5 separate regions of the Mus musculus genome follow, and all the other regions are linked to region 2. A link is a contact called in public HiChIP or PLAC-seq data. All regions are on one chromosome and are shown on one strand. The core of a region is the stretch at or near the end of the contact, and the rest is flanking DNA. Distances in the headings are between cores, read along the strand shown.

The links. HiChIP or PLAC-seq counts read pairs in DNA pulled down with a chosen protein or histone mark.
Region 1: a contact with region 2 is called in an H3K4me3 HiChIP or PLAC-seq map of bone marrow-derived macrophages, with 5 times the contacts expected there. The contact joins two enhancer-like sites. A contact is called at or near these places in 1 of 484 Hi-C or Micro-C datasets (bone marrow-derived macrophages), 1 of 115 datasets of contacts at active chromatin or transcription factors (bone marrow-derived macrophages) and 1 of 9 other capture datasets (macrophages).
Region 3: a contact with region 2 is called in an H3K4me3 HiChIP or PLAC-seq map of bone marrow-derived macrophages, with 6 times the contacts expected there. The contact joins two enhancer-like sites. A contact is called at or near these places in 2 of 39 promoter capture datasets (hippocampal neurons and liver), 2 of 115 datasets of contacts at active chromatin or transcription factors (bone marrow-derived macrophages and stem cell-derived neural progenitor cells) and 2 of 9 other capture datasets (liver and macrophages).
Region 4: an H3K4me3 HiChIP or PLAC-seq map of bone marrow-derived macrophages shows a contact between it and region 2, with 5 times the contacts expected there. The contact joins two enhancer-like sites. A contact is called at or near these places in 1 of 115 datasets of contacts at active chromatin or transcription factors (bone marrow-derived macrophages) and 1 of 9 other capture datasets (macrophages).
Region 5: an H3K4me3 HiChIP or PLAC-seq map of bone marrow-derived macrophages shows a contact between it and region 2, with 4 times the contacts expected there. The contact joins two enhancer-like sites. A contact is called at or near these places in 1 of 115 datasets of contacts at active chromatin or transcription factors (bone marrow-derived macrophages) and 1 of 9 other capture datasets (macrophages).

What each region holds. Positions count from the first base shown.
Region 1 is chr11:111,443,661-111,446,360 of GRCm38.p6, reverse strand. No RefSeq gene overlaps it. Among named protein-coding and RNA genes, the nearest start is that of Gm30158, 67 kb to the left of the region's middle. Within about 2 kb of position 1,365, at least 11 of the 459 cell types and tissues checked have an H3K27ac peak or open chromatin away from gene starts, as enhancers often do. A contact at or near this core is called in bone marrow-derived macrophages, where this site is marked.
Region 2 is chr11:110,462,779-110,465,478 of GRCm38.p6, reverse strand. All of the region lies in intron 1 of Map2k6 (mitogen-activated protein kinase kinase 6), which reads right to left. Among named protein-coding and RNA genes, the nearest start is that of Gm39446, 13 kb to the left of the region's middle. Within about 2 kb of position 1,413, at least 41 of the 459 cell types and tissues checked have an H3K27ac peak or open chromatin away from gene starts, as enhancers often do. A contact at or near this core is called in bone marrow-derived macrophages, where this site is marked.
Region 3 is chr11:111,054,071-111,056,770 of GRCm38.p6, reverse strand. No RefSeq gene overlaps it. Among named protein-coding and RNA genes, the nearest start is that of Kcnj2, 11 kb to the left of the region's middle. Within about 2 kb of position 1,405, at least 32 of the 459 cell types and tissues checked have an H3K27ac peak or open chromatin away from gene starts, as enhancers often do. A contact at or near this core is called in bone marrow-derived macrophages, where this site is marked.
Region 4 is chr11:111,289,489-111,292,188 of GRCm38.p6, reverse strand. No RefSeq gene overlaps it. Among named protein-coding and RNA genes, the nearest start is that of Gm30158, 220 kb to the left of the region's middle. Within about 2 kb of position 1,373, at least 27 of the 459 cell types and tissues checked have an H3K27ac peak or open chromatin away from gene starts, as enhancers often do. A contact at or near this core is called in bone marrow-derived macrophages, where this site is marked.
Region 5 is chr11:111,209,478-111,212,177 of GRCm38.p6, reverse strand. No RefSeq gene overlaps it. Among named protein-coding and RNA genes, the nearest start is that of Kcnj2, 140 kb to the right of the region's middle. Within about 2 kb of position 1,412, at least 5 of the 459 cell types and tissues checked have an H3K27ac peak or open chromatin away from gene starts, as enhancers often do. A contact at or near this core is called in bone marrow-derived macrophages, where this site is marked.

The DNA.
Region 1 (2,700 bases), core at 116-2,615, 980 kb before region 2:
ACCCCTTTGCAGTCTTTGCATGGTTCAGACATTCTCTCCAAAATTCCCCTTCAAGTCACAGCAAGCTTTTCAAGCAAAATACTGAGAGAGAATGTAACACTGCGCAGTCCTCTTCAGTCAAGCCAGAATGTCTGGGATCTCTGAATATTATGTTTACAAAAGCAGCGTGGGCAACTTCCTGGCCCTGGTGGAGAAAACTTGCAGACAGTTGACTTCCCAGAAGTCTGCAAACGGACAAAATGCTTTTATTTCTTATTCAAAGGCTGTAGCTTTTAATTAAAGGTTACACCAACTGGGACCCCAGTATTTGAGTATTTGTTATGCTGTGATTTCTCCATCCAGTGCGTTGCTTAACTTTTTAATGTAATAACCACCAGAGGGCGAAAGAGATCACATTTCAAAGGACTTAAAGGCCTGTTTCAGCCAGTAACCCAATCAATGATGGTAAATAGTCCCACTGGATGGAAAACCCAAGGCTGAGCACACAGCCTGTCTGCATCAGCTTCCATGCTAAACACAGCATGTTAAACGTGTTTAAGGCAGATTTATGTATAAAATCTAAGCAATCAATTTCAGCAAACTAATTCCCAAAGTACAAAATATTCAATAAGGTCTCCCCTGGCCATACTGCTTTAGATGCGACATCTAAGTGGAGAGATGTTACATACCTACATACGCAAGCATATTCTTTTGCTTTGCATGGGCCAGACTTCCACACCTTATCTTTATTAACAACACCTTCTTTCATTCTGAAATCACCTGGATACCCCATCTATATTCACAGATTATCTATGCTTTAGGTACACAGAGAGGACTCTGAAGGAACTATACTCAATATTTTCCTTTAGTTATCTTTCATTGGACAGCCTGATTCATAGCTAGACATACCCTACATAGCCACATCACTAGACATCACAGAGACTTCTCAATATGCTCAGTACCATCCTACCCCACCCACACACCTAATTCTAGTGACCTAACACATTCAACCATGGAAAGGCATTAAGTTGTACCTTGTCCTTGACAAAGAAGAATAAGATATAAGTCTTTGGAGGAGAAGGGTTCAGAGGTAGAAATTATCAAGGAAGTGATTTCACCGCCCTAGGCAAGGCAGGCTTTTCTTCTACCTTTGGCATAAAACTAAAGAGAAAAATTTCTTCCTTCAAAGGGGCATTTTAACAACTGAAGTGTTCCAGGAAGCCAGGATCCCATTGTTAGGGTAAGCTTTCCAATGACACGTCTGTTTAGGTAATGTCCAGGCTGCATTTTCATCCTCTGGAGATATCAGAATTGGAGTAAGTATTTTTAGCACTTGAGAGAGGAAGGAGAACGTGTTTGGGTCTGAGTTTGGTTTCACCATTTAGTTCGGAGTTGCATAACCAAGGAAAATTGCTCAACATCTTTAATCCTCCGGTTTCTGGGGGCTAGAGAAGTGGCTCAGTGCTTTTAAAACATTTGCTGATCTTGCAAGGGACCTGAGTTCAGTTCCTAGCACCTTCATTGAAAGGCTTACAAATGCCTTAAAAGTTCTCCTGAACATCTTCCTTCCAAGTCTATCACATACACTATCACTTTGGTTTCTAAGGGAAACATCAACTCTTCAGTTGTTAAAATTTCTCATCCAGTGTGAATAAACAACAAAAACCAACAGCGAGTAGGTAAATAGATAGCTGCCTTTGTCCAAGAACACATAGACAGACACAGACATACGAGCAAACACACAGACAGACAGACAGACATGCGCACAGACACACAGACACACTTTACAGTATACAGTGGCTATATTCGAGTGACTTGATTTTTGTCTGGTTTCCATTTAACTCCTGAGGGGGGAAAATGTCAACTCCACAGATGTCTTCAGACAGAAGATTTTAGAGCCCAGAGGACTGTGAAGTTTCACCTTATCATATATAGCACCTGGACCTACAGAGATTTTGCAAGAGACATTACTGTAATCCAGAAAGATCAAAGGCAAATGAGTCATTTGGACAGTCCAGTTTCAGATGGAGACTTCAGAATAACATTCAAAGATAAGCCATACAAATTTAAACCCCTGGGGATTGTTTATTTATTTGTGTGTTATTGTTATTTATTTGTGTGTGGGGAGGGGCACACATGTACATGGTGGCACGCATTCATGTAAAAGCTAGAGGTCAAGGTCAGATGTCTCTGTCACTCTTCACATTATGTTATGAGGCAAGACCTCTTGCTGAACTTGACCAGCTTGGCTGTCCAGTGAGCCCCTGAGGTTGTCCTGGCTCTGCCTGCCCATCAGTGAGGTTACATACAACACTTGTTGTTTCTCCTGGCTTTTCACATGGAGCTGGATATTCAAACTCAGCTCCCCATTCTTACACGCCAAGTACTACCCTGACACAGTGCCTCACACCAGTCATTTTTTCAAAAAGGAAAATAAAAGTTAATTTTCATTGTTTCTTCTTCTTTAACATGCATCCTTTACATCCTTGTCTGTAGGTGGATGGTAACCATCCACAAGATTTAGGCTCTTTTAAATCCCAGAATGTTTGCTTATGCTCCATGCTTAGATTGTACATTGGATGACAAAACTGTTTCCTTCTGTTGGATATGTTTCAAGAACTGGACAGAGCAATTTTGCTTACTTTCAGTTAGCTAGGACTAATTACAGCCCTGTATCCAACTAGGAGGAAACTATTCTTTGTCTTTAAGAAAGAGGAGGTG
Region 2 (2,700 bases), core at 164-2,663:
TACATTGTTTCGTCTTTGTTACCATGTTGGACCAGAGGCTTTGCTAAACAATAACAACAAACAAGCAAAAAACAAGAGGGGGGAGGAGGGGAGGGGAGGGGAGGGGAGGGGAGGGGAGGGGAGGGGAGGGGTGCGAGGGGAGGAGACAGAGACAGAGACAGAGACAGGAAGGAAGGAAGGAAGGAAGGAAGGAAGGAAGGAAGGAAGGAACGAATGAACGAACGAACGAACGAAGGAACGAAGGAACGAAGGAAGGAAGGAACTGAAGCCAATACCACCCCAGGGGTTGAGACTCTGAGAAGAGTCCCTGTTCTTCACATGTGCCAAGGGGCAAACAGGTAAGGTAAGAGAAGAGCCTTAGAGGCAGCCATGGATAGTAGGTGTCAGGCCCACGGGGCTTCACAAGCTGGAAATAAAAGCAAATGGACATGAAAGAGCTAAGGAGAGAGATGTATAATCCCAGAAGGACACTCACTCACTAAGTCCTTTAATAAAAAGCCCCCAGATAGCTAAACTATTATATATATATGTATATATATGACATATTATATATATAATATGATATATATTTTTAATATATTTTTAGCAGTGAGCGGGGTTGTGAAATATAAAATGACATATAGTGCTCTGATGCCTTACCCACAGATATCTCTCCTAAAACGTTTGGATTAATTTATAGAATGTTCAGGTGATGTTCCCAGAGGCTTCTGGGAGGACACATGGAGTAGCCAACTTCCCTCGTGGCCTAAATGGACTACAAGGGTGAATAAGCCCTTGAGATTGAAAGACTGAATTCCAGGTCTCTTCTCTGCAAAATGTGCCCACACTTCCCTGCAAACTGCCCCCACCCCGGGCCTATAATTTACACTCTCCTCATGCAGTCACGGGGTGGGGGAAGGGGAAGTTAGAGAGATGAAATCAGTGGTTAAGAACACTTGCTCCTAGTGGCCCCCAACCATCAATAATTCCACTTTCAGGGGTTTCCAGCTACTGGCGCTCTTTTGGAATGTTGTAGAATCTTGGGAAATGGGGACTATTTGGGTGAGGTAGCAACACACGGGTGGCATCTGGGATTTTAGACTAGCCCCACTACTGACTCAAGCTCTCTGCTGATTTGTCTATGCAGATCCAGAGTCCTAGTGCCAGACCTTCCCTACCAGGAACCTGTGAGCTAGAGCAAATCTTTCCCTTCCTTGAACAGTGAAAAATATAATACAGACACCACACACACACACACACACACACACACACACACACAAGGAATAACCAAGAGGCAGTTAGATGGAAGCCCTCTTCCCCAAACACACTTGTCTTGCTTTCATTTCGATTGCTATGATAAAATACCCTGACAACAAAGAACTCTGAGGAGACCGGGTGGTGCTGCTTCCCATTTCCGCGTCAAAGTCTATCACCATGGGGAAGCCACAGCAGGAGAAGCATGAGACAGCCGATCATATCGATCATATCGTGTTCACAGTTAGGGGCAGAGAGACATGAATGCATGCATGCTTAGAGCTCAGCCAGCTTTCTCGACTCTCACACGGCCCAGAGGGACACTACCAAGGACTGCTGCTGCCTCCTTTCAGTCAGTCTTCCTGGACCTATTAAGGCACTCAAGACAATCCCCCAAACACACTCATAGGCCCATCTCATCTAAAGCCTTCCCAAGGAATTCTACCTCAAGCTGGCCAGTAGCACCAACCAACCACGACACCTAACTTTAGTCTGGGCTGCATTCCTTTGGTCCAGGCTGCATCTACAACCTGTAATGTCCTGGAATATCTTAGTTTTTTTCCTCTGCAACACACATACACACACACACACACACACACACACACGCACACACGCACAGAGACAGACAGACAGGGAGGCAGAGACAGAGAGGCAGAGGTAGACTTACAGAGAGACAGAGAGAGACAGAGACAGAGACAGACACACAGACTGACAGACTGACTGACTGACTTCTAGCATTTTAGCATTATCATATTCTCACAAACTGCCCGCCATCCCTTATCTCCTCTGCTCTCCCTCCCTCTTACAAGACTACAGAGTTATCTGTGTATTCATTTGCTACTGTGCACAAGCTGGGGATTAGTCAGTACCCTTAATACATGGCCCAACGCAAGGCCTGTGCAGATACGCCCTGTGCTAACCTCTCGGTTGCATAATGAGTTGTTATTCCCACTGTGCAGATGAGACACTGAACTTTAGAATGAGCAAGTAAATAAGCTACAATATTCCAATGAGATCAGAAGGGAGCCAGGCGTGCCTGGGTCCTGACCCGCACTTCCCTCACTGGGCTATGTGAAGTGTAGCATGGGCCTGGATATAGTCTGGGCAGCTTTCCTGATGTCTATCTGTTTGCCTGCTCATTTAGAACCCCAGGGAGCCGTCCAGTCAAGTAGAGGTATTGATCAGCTTCCATAAGAGTGCGACTCAAGTCCTCACCTCTGGCTACAGCAAGTACCACCTCTGTCTCTAGATCCCTGTTCTACAAGGTCCCCGACCCCTGAAAACAACAGCAGGACCTGCTACATGCATGTCTTGACTGCTGACGTGTGCAGGGGCCCCTGCAATCAATGAAAAATAAGAGACAGGACCGATGAACAGTCCGGCTAGTCTTTGGGGGGGGGGATATTTGGGGGGCTGAGGTTTTTTATTTAGATTTTATTTATTTATTCTTTTTATATGAGTACACTG
Region 3 (2,700 bases), core at 156-2,655, 590 kb before region 2:
TCCATACCCTAAAAACACTTCCTTGCAGAGCCAAGGTCCTTCTGTGTAAGCTGCATCCTTTAAAACAGACATTACAACTATACATAATAAAAGAGGTAGGCCCAATTATCACCTGCAGCACTGGTAGCAGCAGTGTAAATGTAAGAGTATGGTATGATTTTAAAATTTCAAATAACAGCATTGCCTATTTTATAAGTACTTTGATATTTTAATAGACTTATGAAGATCAAATCCAGAAATTTCTTCTCTTGTACTCCTGCTCGAGCTGAAGTGTCTCCATTTAAAGTGTTCATAACATTTAAATGAGTCCCACACATAAGCAAGTGTTTCAGAAATTGTTTCTGAGGTTAGCAGTGAACTCTAAATCCCTAACAGACTTACATTCTATCACCAGCACTCCAGCTCCTGATTGTATTTTATCAGCAACGATCTCTTCGGAAGCGTTCATTTGTACAGCCGTCTATTCTTTCATGTGGTTTGCATAACTGAGTCACCACGTTTTCGCAAAGCAAGAACTGACACTATAAATAATGCCTTTTTCTGCAGTCTGTTGGCCATTTCCCTGCCAGCTCGCTGAAATACACGAAGAAGCATAGTGGCTGTTAAGGCACCTTGGCCAATAGAACTCCAATTAGGAGAACTGGTTTTCGAATTTGCTGAGATTAAACGTTGTTTATGTGTTAACACATGCAGTCAGCCGTGCTTCCAAATCGCTTCCTGAGAAATGATGGATTTCCGACTTGGGAAAATGTCAAACCCCAAAGCTATTGCTCTTTTTGAACATTATTTTTATGTAAAAACAAGATCCCTTTTTAATATACATTAACGAAGGGATATACTAGATACATTAGAGAGAGAGAGAGAGAGAGAGAGAGAGAGAGAGAGAGAGAGAGAGAGAGAGATGCAAAACTCCACTAAGGAAAGGGAACAACCAAGCTTTGATTTGCAATGTTATGTTGTGACAAAAAAAAAAGGTCAGCTCAAAGATTCTCCATTTGAGAAATGTCCTTCCTCGAATCTGATTTCAAGATGCTTTTAAGCCCAGTTACATTTCACAATCTGCATCTTTAAAAGTCGCCTACTAACCCAGTGCACCCTGCACACACAGTTCTTCTACATTGAAAGTGTGAAGAATTCTAAATATATACTGACACCTCCTTCAGAAATTTTTGGAAGGCTGAATCACCTACCAAGGCTAAATGATTTCAGCCTTCCAGTAACACACAAGCCAAGGACAGGCAGCTCAGGCAGCCCCCATAGAGAAGAACACAATCACAATATTCTTTCTATTTCTTTCTAGGAGTGATCAGAACATCGGCCTGGCCACAATGTCAGTTAGCACCCTGGGCTTGAGCTTAGTCATCAATGCTGTATCCCCATAGTTGCGAAATCCAGGCAACATGATGGAGATTTCTAAAAGTCTCCTTAAACCTGGTCTCAGAATGAGTCACTGGTCCTCCCTCACTGGTGTGCACACAGAAATTCATTTACTGCTTGCAGTATTCTACTTTCTTCCCTTTTATGTCTGTCACTCACCTCCACTCCTGTCCCCTCTCCGTGGCCACTGCGCTATTCTACGACTCAAATAAAATAAAACCCCAAATGTAGCAGAGATCCAGGTAAGGCTGCCTGTGCTCTACTGTGACTACACTTTTGCATCTCTGTAAATGAAGCTCAATGGTTCCATGATTCAAGCTTCATCCAAAACTGTCACATGTCGGTGGAACATGCCAGAAAAGCACCAGGCACATCTGACACTCTAAGCACAGCCAGACTCACAGGATGAAACAATTCAGCCTGGGCAGAAAATAGATTGGTTTGGGAATGTTTTGTCATAATGGAAAACAACTCTGAATGAGTTGACTTGTAGGTAAGACATGGAGAAAGGAGAGAGGAGAAGGAGGAGAGGAGGAAGATAGAAGAAGGAAGGTGGGGAAGAGGAGGTTGGGGAGGAGTGGAAGAGAAGAGGAGACCAGAGCAACAAGGAAGGGGAACAGAATAAAGAAGAGCAGGATAGACTAAAGAAAGACCACTCCTTGTACTTTCTTTCTCCTGGGTACTGACATCCTTCCAGATCTCCCTCTGAAAACAATTTGATCTGGAGTCTATTTCTAGTAGTTAAGACCTGAAGCTCTCTCCTGCAAAAACCTTTATCCATGACTTCATTAAATACTCCTTCAAGAACATTTTTTTCCTCACAAGAGAGTTTAAGAGAGCATATGAATCCATGTTTGATGAAAGTTTCATAATTTCCTTTCTGAAATACCAGGGCATTTATCTCTCTTACGTAATTTCCAGGGAACCAGTTGCAAGACCTGACTTCTATTCTGTTGGGCTACCGAGAGAGGCCTTACCGTCAAACAGTCACCCTTGGTGAGAACATACCCAAGGGCTGATATATGACTGCAGAGGAACTTAACAATTCCTGGAAGGAAAAGGGTTAAGAGCCAGTAAAAACAGCATGGATTTACACATGACCTAGTGTGAATATACTTTCTCTTCCTTGCAAGCAACAACAACGACAGCCCTCATAACTAATGCTTCTCGTATCAAAACCCTTGTCCCTGCAGGACACATTTTCAGCCTGTGCAGATGATCTCAGCAGCACTCCAATTCAGACAGATCTGCCAGTGAGTTTTCTTTCAAAGGCGTCTAGAAGGTCTATTACATCATGGAAAAATAACCTCCAGGGTTGAGCTG
Region 4 (2,700 bases), core at 124-2,623, 830 kb before region 2:
TTCCTCGAGGAATCCCGTGGAGTCAGTAGAGAACAGTGAGTGCTCAAATGTGCTTGTATTCCTTTCTGTTCTTCCTTTATTGCAAGCCAACTCACTAGTCAGTCTATAAAGTCAGGAAGATATATGTAAGACCAGCTGATAGTCACATAAGCTCAGCTGAATACAGCAGGAGCAATTAACCTAATGTTTCCTTACAGATTCTCTTCACGCTGTAAAAGGCCCATTAGTAACTTTTTTTCTGATACCACTTATATTCAATCAGGTATAAAGCCATTTCATTGGCCCTTAGTTTTAGTTCCCATCCTTCAAATGCCTTCAAGCTTTTACGTTATCAGATATATAAAAATTTAAAACACCTTTGACCCTTGACTCTTGTGTTCTTCATGCAATATCTGTATTTCACTATGGAGGGAAGATAGTCCTTTGTGTGTTGTTTTGTGTGTGTGTGTTTGTGTGTGTGTGTGTTTGTGTGTTGTGTTGGTTTTGTCACCTGCCCTCAGTTGCTTCTCTGTTCTTTTGATACTAGCTTCATTTTAGTTTTCAACCCATGCAATAGATGGAATGAGCTTTGTTTTCTGCTAATCGTGAATTTATACTAGGAAAAAAAAATAACAAGACCTTCTTTAAAAAGATATTACATGTCATTATCTTCATGGATTGACCAAACAATAGACTTATTACTCAAGCTATCTGTGAAGATGAATAACTGGGAACTACTAAGGAGAGGAGAGTATCTTTCTTGTTTGGTTGTGTAAAACATAGGAAGAAATTCTAGCATGGATGTGATATATTTTCTGCTGTCTGATGGAAATAGTCTGAATGAAGACAATGCAGAACATATCTGTGTTTAAAATACACAATGTGATGGTTTGTGTATGTTTAGCCCAGGGAGTAGCACTATTTGGAGGTGTGGCCTTGTTCAAATAGGTGTGGCCTTAATGGAGGAGGTATGTCAATGTGGGTGTGGGCTATAAGAACCTCACCCTAGCTGTCTGGAAATCAGTCTTCCACTAGCAGCCTTCAGATGGAGATGTAGAACTCTCGGCTCTGCTTGCACCATGCCTTTGCCATGTTCTCATCTTCATGATAATGGACTGAACCTCTGAACCTGTAAGCCAGCCCCAATTAAATGTTGTCCTTTGTAAGACTTGCCTTGGTCATGGTGTCTGTTCACAGCAGTAGAAACCTAACAAAGACACATACCTATAGTTCTTTTCCTAGGTTGGGAATCCATGAGAATCGCCCTCCCATGTTAACATGTCTTTCTGTTGTCTTTCTCCAGGTCCTGTTCAGGCAGCATTAGGGAGACTTCATGGGGATTGCTTCCCTGACCTTTGTAAGAGTCACAATCTCACAACTGACTTCCTGTTCCTCCAAGATTTATATTTTTATCCACTTCCTCTTCCAAAATAACTACAAGCAGCTAAGGACTGTTGAGAGTGGGAGAAATAGTCTGACACAAGAAAAAGCACCTAATTGGTTACTCAATACCAAGTGGGTGGTCAGTTGTGAAATCATATACAAACAAGTAACATGACATGACTAAGCAGGTTATATTTATATGTTCAGGAATATATATATCTCATATATTTAGGAGTATATTTATTCTATATATAATAAAAAGGCCATGAAGATGAGAAAGATCTGATAAATATGAGATGAAAATCAAATATTGTAAGAATTGGAGGGATGAAAGGAAAAGGGAAATGATATAATTATGTTTTAATTTTACAATTAAAAAAAATAAGAGAACTGTCTGGTGAGCCAGAGAGATCCAGCCACCACTGAAGCTCCATCATTACTGAGAGACTGAACCATAAGCAATGGCAAGGACCATCTTAAGATTGCATATACATAATATGAAGTTTTCCATGACAATAACCCCTTTGGAGAACTTGAGATTTACCTACTTCCTTTCTGTGCTAACAAATAACAACCTTACCCGACCCCCAATTCTGGAGATCAAACCAAGCTCCTTTCAAATGCTAGGCAAACACTCCACTACTGAATTGCCTCTCCACTTTTCTTCTCTGCAGCCACCATGCTTATCATTAGCAAGTGACCTTCAGTTACTGAAGCTCTCTCAATTCGAATCACTTCTGTGGAGATAAACGTGCCCTTCACGTTTGTTCTCTCCACAAGTACAGGTATTATATAATTCTTTATGGATAAAACAATACAACGCAACCCTATAATACAAATTGTATACTTAAGACTCAGGGATCATCACAAAAGAGAGAGTGGGGTGATTATAAGAACCAGAGAACCAGGACATCTATTATGAGACAGTGTCTTAAAAAATACATACAGGAAGTGAAGGAAGTGAAGGGGTTTAGGAGTGGAAATAGGAGAAGAATTGGGGCAGAGTAAGGAATGAAAACATCAAAATACATAGTTTTTCAAATTTCCAAAGATATATACATATATACACATATACATACACATACACACACACACACACACACACACACACACACACATATATATAATTTTACAATTTAAAAAATTAATAAGAAAACTGTCTGATGAACCAGAGAGATCCAGCCATCACTGAAGCAACATCATTACTTAGAGACTGAACTGATATTTCTTTTTGACTTAAGCCACAAGCAATGGCAAGGATATATATATATATATATATATATATATATATATATATATATTATAATTTATTTCATAGGTTGTCTCAAAAAGTTCCCT
Region 5 (2,700 bases), core at 163-2,662, 750 kb before region 2:
GGGCCCACAGAGGCACTCCCTTGCCCCACACTATATTGCACCTCCACCAAACACACAGTCCTTCCTTATCTTTTAATAAAACACGACAAAGGCTGCATTCGAAAGCCCCCGAGTCCTTCTTACTTGTCCTCTAGTGCTGTGGCAGTCTTTGAAGATTCACATGATTCTAATTAGTTCCATTCACATGACACTTACTGCTTTTAATTTATTTTTAAAAAAGGATGGTTGGTTTAAAAATAGTAGGTGCCAGGCTGTGGGACTTGTTCCGTGATTAGAGCACTTGCCACAGAAGTATAAGGAACTGAATTAGGATCTCCATGTAGGCAGCCAGTCCGTAATCCTAGCACTTAGGAGGCAGAGCCAAGGGATTACCAAAACAAGCTGGCTATTTGGGGTCAAGTGAGAGACTCTGCCTTAATGAATAGAGTGAGGTGAGGCTGAAGATGACACAGACATCTGCTCAGGATCTTCACCCATGAACATAGGTGCATGTGCACCTGCACATACATGTGAACACACCTAGTGTCCGGTGCCACAGAATTAAGCTGCTGCTATTTGATCACTGTGAGGATAGTGTCTAAGACCTGAAGGCAAAAGAGACAGTTTCTTCTTGGACAAGGTAGCCCCTCCTTTCTCTGCTTGTTTAAAGAACAGATAGAGTGTAGGTTAGCTCATAAAATTGGCAGGATACATTTTCAGGAGATGAAAAAAGACCCAAGCCAATCTTGGAGGGATCAACGGGTAATAAGGTGTAGGATTATGTCCCATAGAGTCAGATTATAGGTGGTGAGCTTCACACAGAAAGTTGATCCTTTGGGACCATTTGTCCCATCTTTGAACCTACTTCCTACAAAAATGAAAAGAAAGAAAAGGGGGGAGGGAGGGAGGGAGGGAGGGAGGGAGGGAGGGAGGGAGGGAGAGAGAGGAAGAAGAAGAAGAAGAAGAAGAAGAAGAAGAAGAAGAAGAAGAAGAAGAAGAAGAAGAAGAAGAAGAAGAAGAGAAGGAGGAGGAGGAAGAGGAGGAGGAGAAGAGGAGGAGGAGAAGAGGAGGAGGAGGAGAAGAGGAGGAGAGGAGGAGGAGGAGAGGAGGAGGAGGAGGAGGAGGAGAGGAGAGAAAAGAAAAGAAAGGAAAGGAAAAGAAAAGAAAAGAAAAGAAAAGAAAAGAAAAGAAAAGAAAGAGTTACACAGTTTGCAAATAATTTCAGATCTCTATCAAATCCCTGAGGCTGAGGCTGAGTCCTTGGATTCAGATTTGTAATGACACCCAGAAAGACACATGAAAGGCAATGGGCAGACAAAGTGCTGGCAGGATAGAAGGATGCTGGAACACAAAGAGGAAGCACCAGTGTGGAAGCCAGCCTTGCCATAGTCTGCTGTGGATCCCATGGTATGCTCCAAATTCTCTTGAGCTGATATGGCAAAGGCAAGGCTGGCTTCCACACTGGTGCTTCCTCTTTGTGTTCCAGCATCATTTATTCACAAAGAGGCAGCAGTTTTTTCTTCCCCTTTCTCATCCTAAGCACAGTCAACTGAGAGAGATTCTGGGATAGAGTTAGCATGCTGACACTAACCATTCAGCTTTCATTTCTTGGTTTATCCCTGGTTGCAGGGAGGGGAGGGTGTTATCAGACTCTCCAACTCTCCACTCCTTGGGTTCTGTACTTATTCTGTCCTGAAATTGCATGTCCACTTTATCTGTTCAGTTGATTTTCAGCTCTCATGTTGTCATGTGATGGTTTGATCTTAACAAGGATAGGTGTCTCTTCAAACACTGAGCATCTGAATTTGCTCACAGATCAAAGTGTGTGTTTGTGTGTGTGTGTGTGTGTGTGTGTGAGAGAGAGAGAGAGAGAGAGAGACAGACAGACAGACAGACAGACAGACAGACAGACAAACAGACAGAGAGACAGAGATTCCATTCAGTCTTTGGTTTCCTGGGTGTAGTGTTTGACCCAGGGAGTGGCACTATTTGGAGGTGTGGCCTTGGAGTAAGTGTGTCACTGTGGCTGTGAGCTTTAAGACCCTCTTCCTCGCTGCCTGGAAGACAGTATTTTCCTAGCAGTCTCCGGATGAAGGTTTAGAACTCTCAGTTCCCCCTACGATGCTCCCACCTCGATGATAATGGACTGAACTTCTGAAACTGTAAGCTGGTCCCAGTTGAATGTTGTCCTTATGGAAGTTGTCTTGGCCATGGTGTCTATTCACAGCAGTGTCAAACCCTAACTAAGACACTGGGTTTTATGGCAAGCATATTTGTCCAAAATTGATTCTGTTCCCAAGAAGCCCCATTTTAACACTTTCACAATCTTCCCAAAGCAGTTTCTCAACCCTCAAATAATCCTTGACAACCAACTTTATAACCAACATTCTTAAAAGTCACTTAGTATTTTATAAAATCAATATTCTTAAGCCATTATTTAAACATTTGCAGCCCCACCCCCACCCCGTTTGTCTGTTTAACTGGTCCATATTTCTGAACTTAGTTTCTGATAAACCTGTGGAATAAATATTCTGATTAATTCCACAGTACCTGGCAAAGTATCTGTACTTTTTAATATATAAAGATTACTTCATGGCTTAGCAAATCTGCTTCAATAACAAATATCAATGTTGTTCTCATCTTGCTGAAACCGAGAGCGGATGTGTTAGTTTTGATGATGTTTTGCTGATCTTCTTGGTTATTTTAATGTAATTTTCTCAT